Linked DNA regions of Mus musculus: region 2 is linked to region 1. A link is a contact called in public HiChIP or PLAC-seq data. All regions are on one chromosome and are shown on one strand. The core of a region is the stretch at or near the end of the contact, and the rest is flanking DNA. Distances in the headings are between cores, read along the strand shown.

Region 1 (2,725 bases), core at 106-2,605:
AGCGAGAGAAAGAGCCTCTAGTTTCTGTCCACAGCGGTTTCTGAGCTCTCAGCTCTGCTGCTCCTAAGGAGCAGATGATCTACCAGAAGACTATCTCGGAGACACTCTCACTCTCTCTCTCTCTCTCTCTCTCTCTCTCTCTCTCTCTCTCTCTCTCTCTCTCTCTCTCTCTCTCTCTCTCTCTCACACACACACACACACACACACACACCTACACAAGTCTCGGTGGAGCCCAGAAAAACTTTTTCAAAGATCTGGATTAGGACTGGATAGATGAGCCGGGCGTGGTGGCACACGCCTTTAATCCCAGCACTCGGGAGGCAGAGGCAGGTGAATTTCTGAGTTCGAGGCCAGCCTGGTCTACAGAGTGAGTTCCAGGACAGCCAGGGCTGCACAGAGAAACCCTGTCTGGAAAAACCAAAAAAAAAAAAAAAAAAAAAAAAAAAAAAAAAAGGACTGGAGAGATGGCTCAGTAGTGAAGGGTACTTCTGCTCTTCCAGAGGACATGGGTTCATTTCCCAGGACACATAAGGAAGTGTATAGCCATCAGTTCCAGGAGATGACCCCCCCCCTTTCTGGCCTGCCTAGGTACCAGGCACACATGCAGTGCTCATACATATATATTCAGGCAAAAGCTCATCTCATACACATAAAATAAAAATAAGCTAATCTTTAAGGCAAGGATTTCTATAGGCTGCTACAGATACAGGGGAGAGGTGACCTTTTTATGGTTCTGATGTTTTTAAGGGTAGGAGAGGGGAGCAAAGTCCCTGGGCAGAGCCTGAAGGTGTCCTAGGAGCTGACCTAAAGAACTGGCGAGAAGGCCTGGCAGTCTCGTCAAGTGGGGCAGATCACCAGAGGTAACGGCTGACTGCGGCGATCCCCATGTGATTTCTGGCCAACACTGGCAGTCAGGCACTTAGCCATAGGAGGTTACTGAGCACTGAAGTATGACAAATGCGACTGAAAAACCTCAATGTCTAGTCTTATGTAAAGTCAGTTTAAATATCCACACGCTGGTGGCGACAGCTTGGGTGACAGCAAGTACTAGAAGGTTTCCCCAGAAAATCCCAGGACATGAGAGGTCCTGCCTAGCACCAACCTTGCTGGCAGAGTGCAGTTCTGGGGGTGATGGTGAGCCTGGGCCACTCTCCCGCGGCAGCATGGCTGAGGCCCAGGGTCACAGAGATGGAGCCATGCCTCAGGCCCGCTGGTCTTAGCCTAGCCCGGGTGTTCCCTTCATCCCTGGGGGTCTGAGCAAGCTGACTCATGCGAGCACCATCAGGATTCCGTGTTAGCTCATAATGGGCTGGCTGGCCCGCCCAAGGTTAGCCCTACACCTCTATTGTGATGGCCTTACAGGGCAGCAAGCCAGCCAGTGCAGGTATGTAGACTGGCAGACAAGACAGACAGATTCACCCTAGGGTAACTAACTCCTTGCACAGGTACAGATGAGCCATCTCCCCAACCAACACCCTGGAACACTTTCTCAGCCTGCTCCACAGCAGGAGGGCAGAAGCTCAAGACCCACTTGGTGAAACTTCTCTGGCCAAAAAGGAAAGCTAAGGTCTAGAACTGAGAGGCCCAGGTAAGACGAGCTGGAAACTAAAACTCCCATTCTAAGCATGGGATCTTCCTTGCCAGCCCAATCAGTAGTTAACTAACTTCCAGCTTAAAGAATCTGGTTAAAAGGGCTTAGCTGTTGAGAGCACTGGCTGCCCTTACATAGGACCTGGGTTCAATTCTCACTACCCACACCGTGGCTCAAAACCTTCTTAGACTGGAGTCCCAGAGGCTCTGATGCCCTCTTCTGCCTCCTGAAGGCACTGTATCCACGTGGTGCACATACACACATGCAGATAAAATACCTACACACATAAAATTTAAAAAACCTTGGTAACACAAAGGAACCAACCAACCAATCAGGAACAGAGTGTCCACCTCTCCTTGCAGACAGGTCCAGCGCCTCAGTCCTTTCTAGTGATGTGAGAAAGCAAACTCTCCTACAGTGGTCTCCCCAGTTACTTCATCTCAGGTAGGGGTGTGGTTTGGGGGTTTTGTTTGTTTGTTTGTTTTAAGCACAACCATTTATTGTTATTGTTGTTTTTTAGTATTTTTTTTCAAGACAATGTTTCTCTGTGTAGCCCTAGCTGTCCTATAGACCAGGCTGTCCTGGAACTCAGACATCCACCTCTGCCTCTCTAATGCTAGGATCAAAGGTATGCACCACCATGCCTTTGCACAGGGGTGTGGTTTTTGAAAAGTTTGAAGGCTGTGTCCAGTCCCTCCTGGCCCCCATCTTGGTCTCTTTATTATTGCCTGGTTTTTACGAGAGAATTCTGTCAGGCTCTAGGGGGTGATTACAAAGCAGATTCAGGAATGCACTCCTGGGTACATGGAGTTCTCACCTCACCACAGAAGGTACCACACAGGCCTGCTCCAAAGATATGAGCAGTGATCTGACAACAGGCTTGCTTAAAAGACAGGAGGATCACGAGTTAGAGGCCCTGTCTCAAGACCAAGCAAATAAAAACCAAATGGTATGTGGCTTCACAAGAGGTAAGTAAGGAAAGATATTGATGTGTGGCTAACGATGCCAGCAACGGAGAAATCACAAAGGCAGAAGAGAAAAACTCTATTCAATAAATATGTATTGACAAGTCCAAGTACCAGGCAGGGTAGGGCAGAAATGAGTGAGAAGCTCTGAACCTTCCACAACATTTTT
Region 2 (2,725 bases), core at 86-2,585, 650 kb before region 1:
ACAGATATTCAATATCTGCCTGCCTCTGCATCTCAAGTGCTGGGATCAAAGGCGTGTGCTAACATCCTCTACTACTTTTCATTCGATGAAATATTTGTTGTTGCTCTTCTGTTTTTTGTTTTTTTATTTTTCTTAGACAGCATCTCACTGTGTAGCCCTGGCTGTCCTGCAACTTGATCTGTACATCACCAGACTGGCCTCAAACTCAGAGATCGTCCGCCTCTGTCTCCTGAGTTCTGGGATTAAAGGTATGACCCACCACCTCCTGATCATATGATGAATTTTAATTAATTTCATGTGTATCAGTATTTTGCACGAACGTAAGCCTGTACACCACATACATGCCTGGTACCTGCAGTGTTCAGAAGAGAACATCAAATCTCCAGGGACTAGAGTGACAGGTGGTTATGTCACCCTGTGTGTGCTAGAACTCGAATCTGGGTCCTCTGGAAGAGCAGTCAGTGCTCTTAACTGATGAACTCTTTCTCCAGCCCGATGTTTTGTTTTTGTTGTTGTTGTTGTTTTTTTTTAAATCTTGTCACTACGATCAACCATGATGTTCTTCGCACAAATACCCTGATGAAATTTCTAAGGGGTGCTTCTCCAACGGATATTCCTCCAAACCCATACTTTGAACAGTTGAACAATGACAGACTACGTTCCCCCAGATTTTTATTTTCTTCCTCCGAATGCATTCATTCTGGGCTTTTACTTCTTAAAACTCCAGCGCTAGCGGGCGGGCGAGGGACGCCTCCAGCGGAGGAACTACTACTTACAGGCAGCTTTCCACTGAGCCTGAAAACAGACTGCTCTGCTGAGCCCCGCTTAAGGCGCAAAAGGCCGAGGAAGGAGGCCTGGAGGCTCGTGTCACTTGGAAAAGTTACTTCGCCCCTATTTGGGTCTCAGTTTCTGAGTAGTGTGAGTGGCTAAGATTAGGCTTAGTCGAGCCTGGTGTCCTCAAATGTCATATTGGCTAGCTGTTCCTGACTGTAGGATGTGCTGCATCCCGGCGAGCTCCACACTATTCCCTCCACCCTGCCAGAGAGGAGGAAGCTTTGCAAAGTTAGAGAGAAGAAAGCAGGCGCCACACTCCACCTTTCCCCAGGACCGGTCGTTTGCTACTCTTGCGCAGCTTTGGCGCGCTCCCGCTCTTTTGGCTCGGGAATCGATTATTCGTATCTGACCACCCCACCCCACCCCCACCCACCCGGACGCAGGACCTGAGGGCTCCTGCTCAGCCCATCGTTTGCTTCTGCCTGGTTCCGCCGTCCGGATGACGTCGAGGCGGGACTGTCATCCTCGGCTCGGCCAGCCGCTTGTTCCCCCTTGGCTTGCTTGCTGCCGCTTCCGCTTCCGGTAACAGCCCGAGGCTTTCTAGCCCAAGTGGCCATGGCGGGGAGCCGGCTGGAGACGGTGGGGAGCGTGTTCTCCCGGTGCGTGCTCCGAGTTGGGCGAGGGCAGAGTTCCTAGCGGGTCACGACCCTCCTGGCATATCCTTAGGGGATGCGGTTGCGGGTGTCCGAGCCAGGTGATGCCCTTGGCACGGAATCGGTGTGGTTTGTCTCTGTCCCCTTGGATTTCTGTCCTGTCAGATTGTGCTCGCCACCCCATTTCGGTGGAGACCTTCTACAGTAAAGAAGCTGAAGGGCCTGACTGGACAGGTCTTGCTTTTTCACTATGGAACGGTGGGTGGGACCCGTGCAAGAAGATGGAAGCTGTGTGTCGTGGCTCGCGCGCGTAGTCTCGGCACTTAGGAGGCGAGGCAGGAGGATTGCCACAAGACCGGGGCCAACCTGGCTTCGTAGCAAGGCTACTGGTGGACTTCTGTCAAAACAAAAAGCCTGCGTGGACACGCTGTAATCCTAGCTCTAGGGAAGTGCAGGGAGGCACTAAATTCAAGGTCATCCTTGGCCACACTCTTTAGTTTAAGTCTAGCCTAGGCTACATGAGAGCTAACCAACTGGACTTAACACTGTGGCCATGCTAGGTTGCTGTGTGTATTGGCCGTGCCTCCTTTAGGCGGGAGGCCCATTTCAGCTCACCCCTACCAGGCTGCTCTTTCCTTCGTTTAAGTTGATTCAGAGACTTTACAACCCTGTGGTAACCGACTGACCTTGGTTCTGTTCCCTTTCTAAGGACGAGGGATCTGATGCGGGCCGGGGTGTTGAAAGAGAAGCCACTGTGGTATGACATATATAAGGCCTTTCCACCCCTGAGAGAGCCTGTCTTCCGAAGGCCCCGCTTGCGATACGGCAAAGCCAAAGCTGACATCCAGGACATCTTTTACCAGGAGGATCAGATTCGAGCGTAAGTGTCTATCCCCTATAGTGAGCAGGGTGCCGCAGACCTTCAGAGAGGAAGGCTCATGTAGAAGTCTGCCAACCAGACCACCAGAAGAGGATATCAGATCGCATTACAGATGGTTGTGAGCCACCATGTGATTGCTGGGAATTGAACTCAGGATCTCTGGAAGAGCAGTCAGTGCTCTTAACCACTGAGCCATCTCTCCAGCCCAGAAACAGAAGTTCTAAGAAGTGGAATCTGGAGACTAAACTGACAAAGTTGCAGATAAAGTGTTTGTTAACTGGCCTCTGTTCTGTATGAGGTACTTGATCAGCCCTTGACAAACATCAGCTCATAGACTTTATTACTCTAACCCTGTCCGCGAAGGCAGGTATCATTGCCTCTGTGTTATTCAAGAGAACTATCAGGTTCAAGGAGGTTA

The links. HiChIP or PLAC-seq counts read pairs in DNA pulled down with a chosen protein or histone mark.
Region 2: a contact with region 1 is called in an H3K4me3 HiChIP or PLAC-seq map of neural tube, with 8 times the contacts expected there. The contact joins the promoter of Mrps23 here to the promoter of 4930556N13Rik in region 1. A contact is called at or near these places in 17 of 39 promoter capture datasets (the 3T3-L1 cell line, 3T3-L1-derived adipocytes, the C10 cell line and 10 more), 2 of 484 Hi-C or Micro-C datasets (B cells and embryonic stem cells), 26 of 115 datasets of contacts at active chromatin or transcription factors (T-cell acute lymphoblastic leukemia, bone marrow-derived macrophages, cardiomyocytes and 16 more) and 4 of 9 other capture datasets (adipose tissue, liver, macrophages and 1 more).

Annotation. Positions count from the first base shown.
Region 1 is chr11:88,850,249-88,852,973 of GRCm38.p6, forward strand. 4930556N13Rik (RIKEN cDNA 4930556N13 gene) reads left to right here and starts at 1,356. Exons shown (of 5, transcript NR_126433.1): 1 at 1,356-1,588; 2 at 1,954-2,035. The region is part of intron 1 of Akap1 (A kinase (PRKA) anchor protein 1); the gene reads right to left.
Region 2 is chr11:88,203,053-88,205,777 of GRCm38.p6, forward strand. Mrps23 (mitochondrial ribosomal protein S23) reads left to right here and starts at 1,336. Exons shown (of 5, transcript NM_024174.6): 1 at 1,336-1,433; 2 at 2,137-2,307. The coding sequence starts at 1,390.